2 separate regions of the Sus scrofa genome follow, and region 1 is linked to region 2. Evidence: chromatin contacts called from public promoter capture Hi-C data. All regions are on one chromosome and are shown on one strand. The core of a region is the stretch at or near the end of the contact, and the rest is flanking DNA. Distances in the headings are between cores, read along the strand shown. Region 1 holds the start of FAM126A (hyccin). Region 2 holds the start of TOMM7 (translocase of outer mitochondrial membrane 7).

Region 1 (7,085 bases), core at 3,434-5,933, 240 kb after region 2:
GCGATGAAAATTGGTTTTGAACACTTCAGAGAGCTGATCTTGATACTACATAATGGCAACTCTGATGCTGATAATAAATATGTGTGTGTGAATATATATATATATATACACCTATCTTTAATATCATATTTTATTTGAGATGTTGATTCCAGAATTGTCTTCCTTTTTAACTGGTCAAAGCTCTGAATCCCATCTACTTTTGTCTCCCCAGGGTCTTAGTTCCACTAAGTATCTCATCTTTGCTAATCTCTTACTTCTCACTTTCCTTATGCATGTAAAAAAACAAGCATAATATTCCTTCAACCCATATCCTTCTGCAGCAGTTTTCGACTATGTCTGCACACTGGAATTACCCAAGGATCTTTAAAATACCTATACAACTAAGGTATAGTAACAAAAAGTAGATCAGTGGTTTCCGGGGATGAGAGGGAGAGATTACAAGAGGGCACTAGGGAACTTTTGGAGGTGATGGAGATATTTACTATTTTGATGCTTTAGTGAGTATAAACATATGTCAAACATTAAACCACACACTTTTGGAGGTGATGGAGATATTCATTATTTTGATGGTTTAATGAGTATAAACATATGTCAAACATTAAACCACACACTTTAAATATGTATAGTTAGGAGTTCCCATGTGGCTCAGCAGTTACCGAATCCAACTAGCATCCATGAGGACATGGATTCAATCCCTGGCCTTGCTCAGTGGGTTAAGGATCCAGGGTTGCCATGAGCTGTAGCAGAGGTCACAGATGAGGCTAGGATCCTGCATTGCTGTTGCTGTGGCTCTGGCATCAGCCAGCAGCTATAGCTCTGACTAGATCCCTAGCCTGGGAACCTCCATATGCTGAGAGTGTGGCCATAAAAAGACTAAAAGACAAAAAAAGTATAGTTTATTATATGCCAATTATACTTAAATAAAGCTGTTGAAATAAATACTGATGCCTGGTTCCTGCCCTATCCCCCAAATTAGTATGGGAGTTTCCTCTTGAAATCAAGATTCTTAAAATCTCTCCCAGATGACTGTAAATTTGTAGATAAGAGAGAGAATCACTGCTCTACAGCTGTCATTTTTTCTCAAAATGACTCCCTCAAGCATGTCTACCTCATTATCATCCATTCTTTCTCAATCTTCTGAAGACTAGTTTCTAAACCAGCACTCAACTAAACCTGTACTTGTTAAAGTCACCTATGGACAAATTCACTGGTGTTCATAGTACTCTCATTACTTGAAACCTCCTTTAAGCATTCAAAAAATTTCCCCCTCCATTTGAAAATTTCTCCACCCTTGGCATCCTCTTGAAATTTTTCTAATGCTTCTAACTACTACTCTTCTTCTTCACACTATTCTTCTACTATCTGCTTTTTATCCATATATTCTCTGACTGCTGCTTTAATTATGATAAAGGCTTCCCCAGTCTGAGTCATTTCAACATACCCAATTCAATATAGCTTCTTCCATTCAACCCCCAACCTTCCCTCTATTCCTGATTTCCTTTAAAAATTCCACATCCTAGATCCAAACAACTATCTATATCTTCACCTGAATGTATGTTCCATGGCTTCCTCAAATTCAAAAAATCCAAAATAGAATTTATCATCTTCCCTCCATCTATGTGTTCCTCATGTCCAATCAATGGAACCAAGTCAAATCTCGTTCCTCACTGCCAAAGTGAAGATCCAAAATACAAATCCATTAAATAGTTTCTTATTCATCACTTTCAATGCAATCCCCTTACCCAAGGATATACTGCCCTAGTCTTGCCTTCTACCACCCTCATTTTTCTCATCTTCCACCATTTCTGCCTATCTAACCCCTGCATTCGAGTCATGTCAACATTACTGACTTTGGACTGTCACCGACAATGACTTCTCTAAACTGCCAGGTTTCTCATGCTTCCTTGCTTTCTCACTTATTACATTCTACTCTTAGGAAGTTATTCACTTACCTCCTGTACTTGGCAAAATTATACCATACTTTATTGTGTGTGTTTTTCATGTTTATACTTTATTAAAGTATGGTTGATTTACAGTATTGTGCCATCTTCTCCTATACAGCAAAATGACTTGGCATACATGTATATACACCCCTTTTCTTACACTTTTAAAGCTCTACTATGTACTCCTGACTTTATTTTTATTTTCATTTTTTTATTTTTTTTGGCTTTTAGGGCCACACTCATGGCATATGGAAGTTCCCAGGCTAGGGGTGGAATTGGAGCTACAAGCTGCTGGCCTACACCACAGCCACAGCAACATAGGATCCAAGCCGAATCTCCAACCTACACCACAGCTCATGGCAATACCGAATCCTTAACCCACCGAGTAAGGCCAGGGATCGAACCTGCGTCCTCATGGATGCTAGTCAGGTTCGTTAACTGCTGAGCCATGACAGGAATTCCTGTGCTCCTGACTTTAAATACATGCAAGCTGGGTTAGTCATCTCCTACTCTGCTCCCTTACTACACTAGACATATCTCTATTCACACTTATCACAGGTCTTATAATTGTTACTTATCTGTCTTACACATTACACAGTAAATTCCTTATGACAAGAGCTATAACATTATTTCTATATCCCTAGTACCTATTCAGCCTGGCATAGCGCAAATTTGACATAATTTCAATTACTTACAAAATGTAAATTCGATGTCCACAAAATGGTCCTGATACTAACATTTTAAAAAGATTTCTTAATACTCATTATAAAATAAATATCAGTCAACAGGATCCTGAATAAAACAGTTGACTACACGATATATTTAAACTCCAACTGTCAAAACAACACTGCTCTAAAAATGCAACCAAGAGCAGATTTCATAAAATAGGAATACAACAGAAAAGGGAAGCACAGCAGGGATAACACACTGACCTAGCAAGTGCCTCATCTGGATGTCGATATCCAGATACTGTTAATGCTGATAACTAAGAGAGTTTATAATCCCTCTATGGTAATAACTATAGTAAATAAGCCAAATCCAGAATTTATTTTCTAAAACAGGTGATAGTTTTCTTCCTTGCCACTCTGTCGAAATGAATTACTAGAATAACTATGAAGCACTATTGGCCAACCAAGCAGATCCTAAAAAATTTCTTTTCTTTCTTGCCTGCACTTCAAAAATATGGTGCTTTGAACTATTATTCATCATATGAACCTTAAAATGTATTAGCCTAAAGAAAAAATGCTTAGAAACTGGGGGCCGAGGGAGGAGTTGGGGGTGGGGGTGATCTTAGGAGAATGTTCTTATGGAAAACAAGCCTCCCGGGACTATCGCACTGACTCAAGGTTACACAAATATTTACGCAGATAAGGCTTTAAAAGCTGAAAATTTCAAACCGTAAACTGTTACAAGAACCAAAGAGGTGGCATACCTGCTCCAAAAACTATTGTGTGACCCAAAGGACAAATAATTTGCCAAAGAACAGCTTGGCTCTACAGCCGGTAGTACGGTCTCTGAGATAAGTAGTAGCTGCCAGCGGAACAAACTCCCCCTACCTGAAGAGCCGAGCGGCTGCCGGGTGTGTGATCGTTTATTTATCAGAGAACCGATTCTGTGCAGTACGAAACCACTACTGGCATAATTTTTAATTTTCATGAACGTCTCAACTTTGAGGGTACACGGCACACATGTGCACATCGAAAGGCGGAAACCTAGTTTTGCCAGAGCATGAAAACTTTGAGTCTTTCAACGCAGCAATTTTCGGACAAAACCCCGATTCTCGAGTAGGTTAGAATCAGCCTCGGGAGAGAACTAACTCCTAGTAAGAAGAGGGCAAGGGCTGAATAAGAGATCTCCTGGGTCAATAACCAAGGAAGGAATCTTGGCTGCTTTCTAAATCTCTCTGTCGGGGCGGGGCGGGGGGGGGGGGAGCCGAGGCGAACGCTGCTCTCAAAGACGAGGGGGGGTGACAGTGACCATTTGGCTATTAGACTGGTCGGATAGCGGCAGCCTCGCTAGAGTGGGACAGAGGTGCAAGAAGGGGTGGGAGAGGTGGGAAAGGTCAGCCCGGAGCATCAGCCTCAGATGGGTAAAGGTGAGGGGGTCCCACCCCAGGCCGACGCAGCCGAGGGGCGGCCGGTAGAGCCGACGAGGTGGCGCCCAGGTCACGCCCGGAGATTGGACGGCTCCTCTCCGGAGAAAGAGAAAGACCCGAGTCCGCGCGCACAAAGCTGCCGCCGCCCAGGCAGCAGGCTGACTGCGCCCAACTTCAGGGCCAGCAGCCGCCGGCCGCAGCCCACCACCCGGTCCCGCCCCCCCCCGACCCCTGGACTCCCCTGACGCTCTCGAGCTCACCCTCGGCGCCTCGCGCTGGAGCCGTTACCCCCAACGAAGCCGCCGCCCCGGGAACAAAGTCCCGGTCCCCTCCCCGCGGCCGCCTCGTCCCGGCTCCTCCCTGACAAAAAAAAGTTATCGGTCTCCGGCCGCCCCGAGGGCCCGGCGTGGTTCGCTCGGCTGGACTCACCAGAGCGGCTCCTCAAGCTCCACCTCCAGAACCTCGACTTGTCTGGCTCGCAGCGACAGCGACGAAGGCTGCTCCGCTTTCTCCCGGGTAAGCAGCACCACCTTCCCCCCTTCCTCCTAGCAGAATGGGTCCCAGCGAGCCATCTTCCCCCTCCGCTCACTGACTGACAACCCAGCCCCGAGAGCCGCCACTGCCGCCAGCTACTCTGACAGGCACGAAGAGGAACCCGTCCCTAGGCAGCCAACCACGACCGCCCCACGTCGGCTCGGCCTATCGCCGTTCCCTGGGGCGGGACCAGAACAACTTCTCCACCAATGAAAATATTTCTTTGCTAGGCCTGGGGCGGAGCCATGAGGTGGGAGGGAGAGATAGTTGGTGGGCGTGGTCTAAGCAATAGGCGTGGTCGGGGCGCCCAAGGAGCGATGATTGACTGTAAGATTGGGGCTGCAACCAAGCGATAGTGATCTGAGAAGGTCTCTTGGACTCTGCCATTGTGATTTACGGCCCTCGCAGAAAAGAGTAATCCTTTTGGAGAGATGTTATGTGGTTATACAGAGGGGAAACTAAATGATATTTTAATTTCTTGGTCAGGAGTATTTAATTCAAGTCACCAGAATTTCTAAAAAAATCTCATCAAATCCCAGGAGGAAAAAAAATGTACATTTTTGCAAAACGGTAATTAAAAACTCTTCTCAGAGTTTCCCATCGTGGCTCAGTGGTTAACGAACCTGACTAGTACCAATAAAGACGTGGGTTCGATCCCTGGTCTTGCTCAGTGGGTTAAGGATCTGGCGTTGCCGTAAGCTGTGGTATAGGTCGAAAAGGCTGCTGGGATCCTGAGGTGCTGTGGCGGTAGGCGGGCAGCTACAGCTCCAATTCAACCTCTAGCTTGGGAACCTCCATATGCTGCCCCTGTGGCCCTAAAAAGACACACACAAAAAACTTCTTCTCATCATTGCTTTTGTCCTTAGCCTGGAAATAGTCAAACACAATTCCACAATATCCTTTCCATGAGCTGTTTTTGTTTTCCTCATATTCCCTCCCTACTCTTCTCCAAAATACACAACTTTATGGAACAACTAGAACCTGAGCACATCTAAACCATTTCCTACATACAGTCCCTCTGTTTTTGACCTTGTCAACTCCTCCTACCACATCCCTCTCAAGATCAATCAAAATTACTTAGAAGAAAACTGAACCTTCAACCTGGAAGATGGGTAGTCATTCTAGTTTTACAATAAAAGGGAAGGACTGCTCCCAAAACACCAGGATCTTTTCAAATATGGCAAGCACACAAATAATAAGCACACAAAAAAATTACTCGATATTGAAAGGACATCGAGGAAGTTCCCACTGTGGTTCAGCAGTAAAGAACCAGACTAGTATACATGAGGATGTCGGTTGGATCCCTGGCCTCACTCAGTGGGTTAAAGGATCCGGCATTGTTGTGAGCTGTGGTGTATGTTTCAGATGTGGTGCAGATCTCTCATTACTGTAGCTATAGCATAGGCTGGCAGCTGTAGCTCTGATTCGACCTCTAACCAGGGAACTTCCATATGCAGCAGGTGTAGCCCTAAAAACCAAAAAAAGGAGTTCCCTTCATGGCGCAGTGGTTAACGAATCCGACTAGGAACCATGAGGTCGCGGGTTCGGTCCCTGCCCTTGCTCAGTGGGTTAGCGATCCGGCATTGCCATGAGCTGTGGTGTAGGTTGCAGACGCGGCTCGGATCCCGCGTTGCTGTGGCTCTGGCGTAGGCTAGTGGCTACAGCTCCGATTTGACCCCTAGCCTGGGAACCTCCATATGCCGAAGGAGCGGCCCAAGAAATAGCAAAAAAAGAAAAAAGAAAAAAAAAAGGCATGGAGCAAATAGTTTCAGGGTAATTGTTAGGGTAGATCTGTAGAGCGATCTGGATCCCCCATTGAAGAGTATAGACAGATGTATAAGCAAATCAGAACAAAATATAGTGATAAGGGAAACAGAGGTAGGTTCAATAAGCCAGGAGAGCACTGGAGAAGAAATTATTGTGTTTGAAAAAGTCAAGGAACTTCACAAGGAATGTGATGTTTGAGTTGGATCTTAAAAGGAAAAATAGGAGTTTGCCAGAGAAGTCAAAGGGGATTTCAGGATGCAGGAAAAGCAAGTTTGAAGGCATGGAGTTGTGAAAGGGCACTGAGTGACTGGGAACACTGAGAAAGCTGGTGGGGCTGAAATCTAAGTAGCAGCCAAAACTTAAGCTAGAGCAAAATGTTGAGATGAGATTATAAAAGGCCATATGAACTACACTAAGGTATTAAGATGAGCACTGTCCAACAGAACTTCCTGCAATAATGAAAATGTTCTATATTTATGTTGTCCAATATGATAACCACTAGCCACATGTTAGCTATCCAGCATTTGAAATATGGCATAGCAGAGGCACTAAATTTTTTATTTGAATTTTAATAACTCCCATATTGGACAACTCAAGTTTATTCTTTATTATATAGGCAGTGAGAGACCAAAAGAAGCTTTTAATCATGTGGACAATACAATCAGGTTTCTTTTAAAGGGTGAGAATCCTAAAGACATTGTAGAAAGTGTCTGTTCTCTTTGACAGTAATCTTGACACATCAGACC
Region 2 (7,405 bases), core at 1,751-4,250:
CACACATCCTCACAGAGACTATGCTGGGTCCTTAATCTGCTGAGCCACAATGGGAATTCCTAACTATACTTTTTAAGGAAACTGAAGATATCTTATTTTATCCCCTACAAATTCCTCTTTTTATAAAGCAACCAAAAATTGCTGATAGAGAGGAAAAAAAATTCAAGTTATTAACAACCTAATCAAGTCGATGCTTTTATCACAAATATGACTAAATAAACTTTTTATCTTTTAAAATGTATTTATTAACTGGACAGCATATATGCTAATTTGCTGAAATAACCAATTAAAATTAGAATTGGCATCAAGAACTGTGGAGTTTGAAACTTAATCCCATTGTTTAAGACTTCCAGCTTCACAGATGCTAGTAGAAGACACAAGATTGCAACAGAGAAACAAGGACAGTTCATAACTCTCAGCATTAACTGTGATCAGAGTATCATCATTGAAGAGATGAACTCTAAGTCTGGGGAACCAGAGTCTTTTATAACAGGCAGTGAGCATGTCTCCCCTTTGCTCTGGTACTATTTTTCAAAGCTGTTCACCCTACAAACATCTTTAAAAGGAAAATATGGAACGAAGGGTGGTCAGAGCCTCTGTTCACAAGATTTGTAGAAATTCAGGACACCAAGGAGAACTGTCTTCCAACAGGTAATTGATTAAAATCCTTTTGTTGGTAAATGTCCAGATTCTTTATCATCATGTCACTGTCTGTCCTATTTTATAGCACTATATTCCCACTATACACCCTAAAGCTCTAAAAGGTATGTTTGATTCTAAGTTATACAAGAAATTCAATATGCAGTTGCAGGTTTTAGTGAGAGCTAAGGTAGAGAAGTAAAACATGGGAACTAGGTTAGACATAAAATTAATTTTAGTTAGTTTAAGGAAAAAAATAATAATTAACAAGGAAGAAGTACTAAACAGACAATAGTTTTAACATAATCTCCACCTGAGTTGGACACTAGGGTAAAAAAATCACCATGATGGTCCTAGTAAAGAGAATACTGCCAGTGTGCACAAAAACAAAATAAACTCTAGGGTGGAAAAGGAGAGCAAAACCCTTGATAGACAGATTGTAACAACCCACCACCACTTTCTGGTAGTAGCAAAGGAATTTCAAAAAAGGGAGGAGGGAAAGGCATGTGAAAAGACCCAAAGAGCAGCAGCAAAACCACAGGGACTAAGAAAGCAGTAGCAGACTAAAACAGGACTGAATATACACAATAATGGAGAAAGGAGGTGGTGCAAAGAAGTAGAAGAATCAAAGCCCCCAAACCTTCCTTAGCTAAAAGGAGAGCCTGTCCTAGCCAAACTGAGCCCTTCCACCATTAAGTAAAAGCTGGGGGGAGGGTCTGGGAGAAAGAGATGATTCACAACCTACGAGAGCAGGGTGTCCTAATTACTTGCTCTAATCTTTGATACATATACAAAGTCACTAAAATCTGGGAAAGTAAATGCTCTTAAAAAAAAAAAAATGCATTCAGGAGTTTCTGTTGCGGCTCAACAGGTTAAGAATCTGACTAGTGGGAGTTCTCTTTATGGCACAGTGGAAACAAATCTGACTACTATCCATGAGGATACTATTTAGATCCCTGGCCTCACTCAGTGGGTCGGGGATGCGGCGTTGCCATGAGATGTGGTGTAGGTCGCAGACGCGGCTTGGATCTTGTGTTGCTGTAGCTGTAGTGTAGGCCAGCAGCTGTAGCTCCAATTAGACCCCTAGCCTGGGAACTTCCACATGCCACATTTGCAGCCATTAAAAAAAAAAAAAAAAAAAGGCCAAAAAAAAAATAAATAACATCAGGGGCGTTCCCGTCGTGGAGAAGCCAGAAACGAATCAGACTAGGAACCATGAGGTTGCAGGTTCCATCCCTGGCTTCGGTCAGTGCGTTAAGGATCCGGCATTGCCATAAGCTGTGGCGTAGGTCGCAGCCACAGCTCGGATCTGGCATTGCTGTGGCTCCGTCAGAGGCCAGCAGCAACAGCTCTGATTAGACCCCTAGTCTGGGAACCTCCATACGCCGCGGGTGTGGCCCTAAAAGACAAAACACAAATAAAATAAAATAAAATAAAATAAAATAAAATAAAATAAAATAAAATAAAATAAAATAAAATAAAATAAATAAAATAAAATAAAATCAGAGAACTCTGAAATGCGAATCTGAACCTTTGAAAACGTCAAACTTACGCTTAAACTGACAGAGCTGAAATGCTTTCATTTCCATTATCTGCCTGAATAGCGCAATTAAGGTTAAAAATACACTGAGCACTTACAAAGCCTTGCAATACAACACAGTGGTTAAGAGTATGGACCACGATGCCCACTGTTTGAGTTCATAGCTGCATGGCCTTGAGCACGGAACAAACTTTCCTAAACTTCTATTTTTTCACATGTAAACCCTTTACTACAGATGAGAAGGCGGAGGCAGCCAGCAACTGTCACTTCATGCCTCAAGGCAGTGGCCATCCATGAGGTCTAAGAGCCTCAGGCCCACCTGGAGAGGTGAGGACAAATGCCTGAAAAATCACCTAGCACCAAAGAACGAATTAGTCGCTTTCACATATATCAGGTCGTCCTAACTCTCCCAATAATCCTGAGAAGCAAGTCACCTCTATTTCACAGATGTACAAACAAAACGAAAAGATTACGTAATTTACTAAAGACCATAAAAACAGTGAAGGAAAGAACAGGAACTTGAACTCAGATTAAGCCAACCCCACTTAACCCGACAGCCTCAAAGGACGTGCGCGGCACGGTCGCGTTTCTCTCTCCCGCGCCAAGCCGAATATGGAGTCTCAGCCTCTCCACCCTCTTTCCTGTCTCCTCCCAGGTCCTTCTCCCACTGACCCAAGTAAATGACGAGAGGAATGAAGCCCCAGCGGATAGCAAACTGGCCCCCCTTGAAAAGCTGCTGCAGCCTCTGCTTGGCCTCTTTGCTCAGTTTCACCATGGCGACGACCGGGGCGACACGCTCAAGACACCACAGCCGCAACCCCACTGGGAATCCGAGAAAGAAAAGAGGTGCGCATGCGCTACACACGCCTTTACGGCAGAGTCGTGAGCGTCACCAGCGGCGGTCGTAATTCTGCGTTCTTGACCTGCCTCGCCCCTCCGCGGCCTCGCCAGTAGGGAGCGCATGCTGTGGTTGGTTTTCCTCGGATGGAGGCTTTAAATTTTCTTTCTTCGGTTTTTTGCATGGTTTCCCTGATTGCCGCATTCTTGGGGCAACTGCTCTTGGGATTCCTTCAGGCCTGAACGCCCTGTCTCTTAACTACAGTTTTACCCATTTTTTTTTTTAAATGTGCCCCCTGCCGCAGCAAAGCGGGTTTCCCGGGCTAGGGATCGAAGCAGAGTCGTTATGGAGACAATGCTGAGTAGTTATGTTGTGAGCCACAAGGGGAAGTCCTTAACCCATTCTTTTAAAGTGTATCTTGAAGTGTTCTTTACCGAACATAGAAGGGACACTAAGGAAATTAAAGAGGACTGAGTTTTAGTCCAGACTCTTACTCTGACTTGCCGGGTAATCTTGGACAAGTTAACTTCCGTCCCTATCATTTTGTTTCTTCAAACTGAATGTTTAACTGCAAAGAAACTGGCGCCCAGAAAGGCCCCTATTTATGTTTTATTTCACTTCTAGAGTATTTGTTTTGCTTATTTAACGTTTTAAATTACTTGCCAACATTTTAAAGTTTAGGAAACTTCACATGAAAATCTGGACTTTTTCAGAAAAGTTGGCCAACCCCATGGCAACAATCAACATCCATCCTGCCCTTAGTGGTTTAGGATTGCAGTGGCTCCCACTCCTGGCTGCACAATAGAATAAAATGAGATTTAAAGGCATGTTTCTGCTGGGGTCCTACTGCTGCCTGGGACCAAATCCTAGGAATTCCGTTAAGTCTGTGGTGGAGCCTAGCCTTTGGTTTATCTGTGAAGTTCTCCGCTTATGATTAAGTAACTGCCTGACCGCTGTGGATATTTGAGCTTTTGACCCCAGGTCTAGGACTTTTTAATTTCTTTCTTTTTTTTTTTTGGCCTTTTTGCCTTTTCTAGGGCCGCTTCCCCCGGCATATGGAGGTTCCCAGGCTAGGGGTCTAATCGGAGCTGGAGCCACTGGCCTACGCTATAGCCACAGCAATGCAGGATCCGAGCCTCGTCTGCGACCTACACCACAGCTCACGGCAACGCCAGATCCTTAACCCACTGAGCAAGGCCAGGGATCAAGCCTGCAACTTCATGGTTCCTAGTCAGATTCATTAACCACTGAGCCACGACGGGAACTCCAATGAATTGTATCAGGAACTAACAGCCTTGCTTAATTATGCTACTTAACCTAGAACAGGTATCTCAAATACTTTGCAAAAGAATTGACATTCTTTTTCCTGGTGGGCAACTACACTCAGAAAACCAAGTAAAATATTAACTAATATTTACTGGGCACTTAGTGTATATATGTACTGTGCTTGCTCACATTCCTTGGTTGAATCCTTGCCACTCTGTGAGATGAGATCTGTACTAAAAACCTCATTTTATAGATGAAGAAACTGAGGCATGGGGAAGTGAAGTAAATTTGCCCAATTTCATAGAGCTGGTCAGTGGTAAAAGTAGGGTCTAAACCCAAACCTCTTGTTCCAGAATTTGAATGTTAACCACTGCCTTATAGGAGAGAAGTAAACAATGGACTGGAAGAAAAGAAATCATTATGTTCTCAAACTCAGCTGTTGATGCCTCAACCCCCTGTGGAGGGGTTTGGAGAAAGGGCCTTTAAAAAGGTAATTAAGATTAAAGGAGGGCTTAAGAGTGGGAGCCTGATCTGACAGGGCCACTCCTTGTAAGAGAAAGAGACGCTAGAGTTCTCTGTCCGCATGCACACAGAAGAAAGGCCATGTGAAAATACAATGAGAAAGGGGCTGCCTGCAAGCCAGCAAGTCTGCACCTCAATCTAGGACTTTGAGCCCCTAGAACTGTGAGAAAACAAGCCTCTTGTTGAAGCCACCTGGTCTGTGGTGTTCTGTCATGGTGGCATGAGCAGACTAATACACTACCATAACAGAGTTGTGTGTGACAAAAATTATATCAGAACACGTGAGTGTATTTACGAAAGTATCATGTATTGGACAGCTCCCTATGCCAAGCCTGCAATGGACATTATCTCCAATCCACCAAAACTTCATATTTTTTGCACCCATGACACTGGCTGGTATGTATTTGGTTGGTTGAATTTTTTTTTTTTTTTTTTTTTTTGTCTTTTGTCTTTTGTTGTTGCTATTTCTTGGGCCGCTCCCGCGGCATATGGAGGTTCCCAGGCTAGGGGTCCAATCGGAGCTGTAGCCACCGGCCTACGCCAGAGCCACAGCAACGCGGGATCCGAGCCGCGTCTGCAACCTACACCACAGCTCACGGCAACGCCGGATCGTTAACCCACTGAGCAAGGGCAGGGACCGAACCCGCAACCTCATGGTTCCTAGTTGGATTCGTTAACCACTGCGCCACGACGGGAACTCCGGTTGGTTGAATTTTAAATCTGAACATGATAGTCTTATTAATACCGCATTTATAAACCATAATTGTTTTCATGCATTCATTCGTTCTGGAATATTGAGTTCCTCGTATTCTGGACAATTATGTGTGGAGGAGACCCTTAAGAAAATGAGATGCAGTCTTCCACTTAAAGGTTCTGTGATCTAATTAGAGTAAGACAAGTTACTTGTCCATGTGACTAATCTTTGGAAAAATAATAACATCACATCAAGATTAAACACAAGGACTAAAGGGGCAGAACCTCTGCATTTGAATCCTGGCTCTGTCAGTTAACTGTGTGATCATGGCCAAGTTGTTTAACCTCTCGGATTCCTTTTTCTCATCCACACAAGAAGATAACAAAAACCTGCACCTTGGAGTTCCCATGTGGCTCAGCAGTAACGAACCCAACTAGTATCCCTGAGTCACGTGCGTTCAATCCCTGGCCTCTCTCAGTGGGTGAAGGATCTGGCATTGCCATGAGCTCTGGTGTAGGTCAAAGATATGGCTCAGATCCTGCGTTGCTGTGGCTATGGTGTAGGCTGGCAGCTACAGCTCCAATTCAACCCTTAGCCTGGGAACTTCCATATGCCAAGGGTGCAGCCCTAAAAAGATTAATAATAATAAAAATAGTAATAATATGCACCTCAGTCAGTTATTATAAAGATGAAGAGATGATATGCATGAAATACGGAATTTAATTAAAAGACTTAAGCAAAGGTAAGATATTTCTATTATTGTTTGTTGCTTGCACCTTTGTTCTTACTGGTTTGTTTTAAAGATCTACCTTTCTCAGAATCTCTTCTTTAGTTCCAAGGCTGCATATCAACAGCTTTCTAAGAATTGTCTGCATCTACCACATACACGGCCGCAGAGTGAACAAGGGACAGACTGATGCAACATGCAATAAAGTGTAAGCTCCTCAAGGAGTATAGTTTACATTCTGTGTCCATTAAACCTGAATACAGTGTTGCACCATGGAGGGAACCTAACATATATCCACTGCTATAAATAAAAGAACACAGGCTTAAAAGGCACATGGATCTGAAAGTCAACTTGCCAAGGTTTATTGTATTTTTATGTTTTTTAGTTTTATTAAAATATAATTTACAATGTGCCAATTTCTGCTTACAGCAAGTGGCTCGATTATACATATATACACATTCTTTTTTCTTCTTATACATTCTTTTTTGAAATATTCTTCTCCAGGGAGTTCCCGTCGTGGCGCAGTGGAAATGAATCCAACTAGGAACCATGAGGTTGCAGGTTTGATTCCTGGCTCCGCTCAGTGGGTTAAGGATCCGGCATTGCTGTGAGCTGTGGTGTAGGTCTCAGGTGCGGCTCGGATCTCGTGTTGCTGTGGCTCTGGCCTAAGCCGTGGGCAGCAGCTCTGATTAGACCCTTAGCCTGGGACCCTCCATATGCCTTGGGAGCGGCCCTAGAAAAGGCAAAAAGACAAAAAAAAATTCTTCTCCATCATGGTCTATCTCAGGAGACTGGATATAGTTCCCTGTGTTGTACAGTGGGAAGTTATTGTCTATTCTTATCTATTCTAAATGTAATAGTTTGCATCTACTAACCCCAAACTACCAGTCCGTCTCCCTCCCCCTTGGCAATCACAAATCTATTCTCTACATCTGCAAGTCTGTTTCTGTTTTGTAAATAGGTTCATTTGTGCCATATTTTTTTTTTCTTTTTATGGCCACACCTGCGGCATATGGAAGTTCCTGGTCCAAGGGTAGAACTGAAGCTGCAGCTGCCGGCCAATGCCACAGACACAGTGGATCCTTAACCCACTGAGTGAGGCCAAGGATCAAACCCACATTCTCACAGAGACAACATCACTGAGCCACAACAGGAACTCCTATGCCATATTTTAGATTC

Evidence for each region. Promoter capture Hi-C pulls out the DNA fragments that hold promoters and counts their contacts.
Region 1: a promoter capture Hi-C map of fetal liver shows a contact between it and region 2, with 2.5 times the contacts expected there. The contact joins the promoter of FAM126A here to the promoter of TOMM7 in region 2. A contact is called at or near these places in 2 of 5 promoter capture datasets (fetal liver and liver), 1 of 47 Hi-C or Micro-C datasets (heart right ventricle) and 1 of 2 datasets of contacts at active chromatin or transcription factors (alveolar macrophages).

What each region holds. Positions count from the first base shown.
Region 1 is chr9:91,816,946-91,824,030 of Sscrofa11.1, forward strand. FAM126A (hyccin) reads right to left here and starts at 4,684. Exons shown (of 12, transcript XM_005656687.3): 1 at 4,468-4,684.
Region 2 is chr9:91,575,991-91,583,395 of Sscrofa11.1, forward strand. It overlaps TOMM7 (translocase of outer mitochondrial membrane 7), which reads right to left and starts at 3,001. Exons shown (of 3, transcript NM_001097467.1): 1 at 2,852-3,001. The coding sequence starts at 2,954.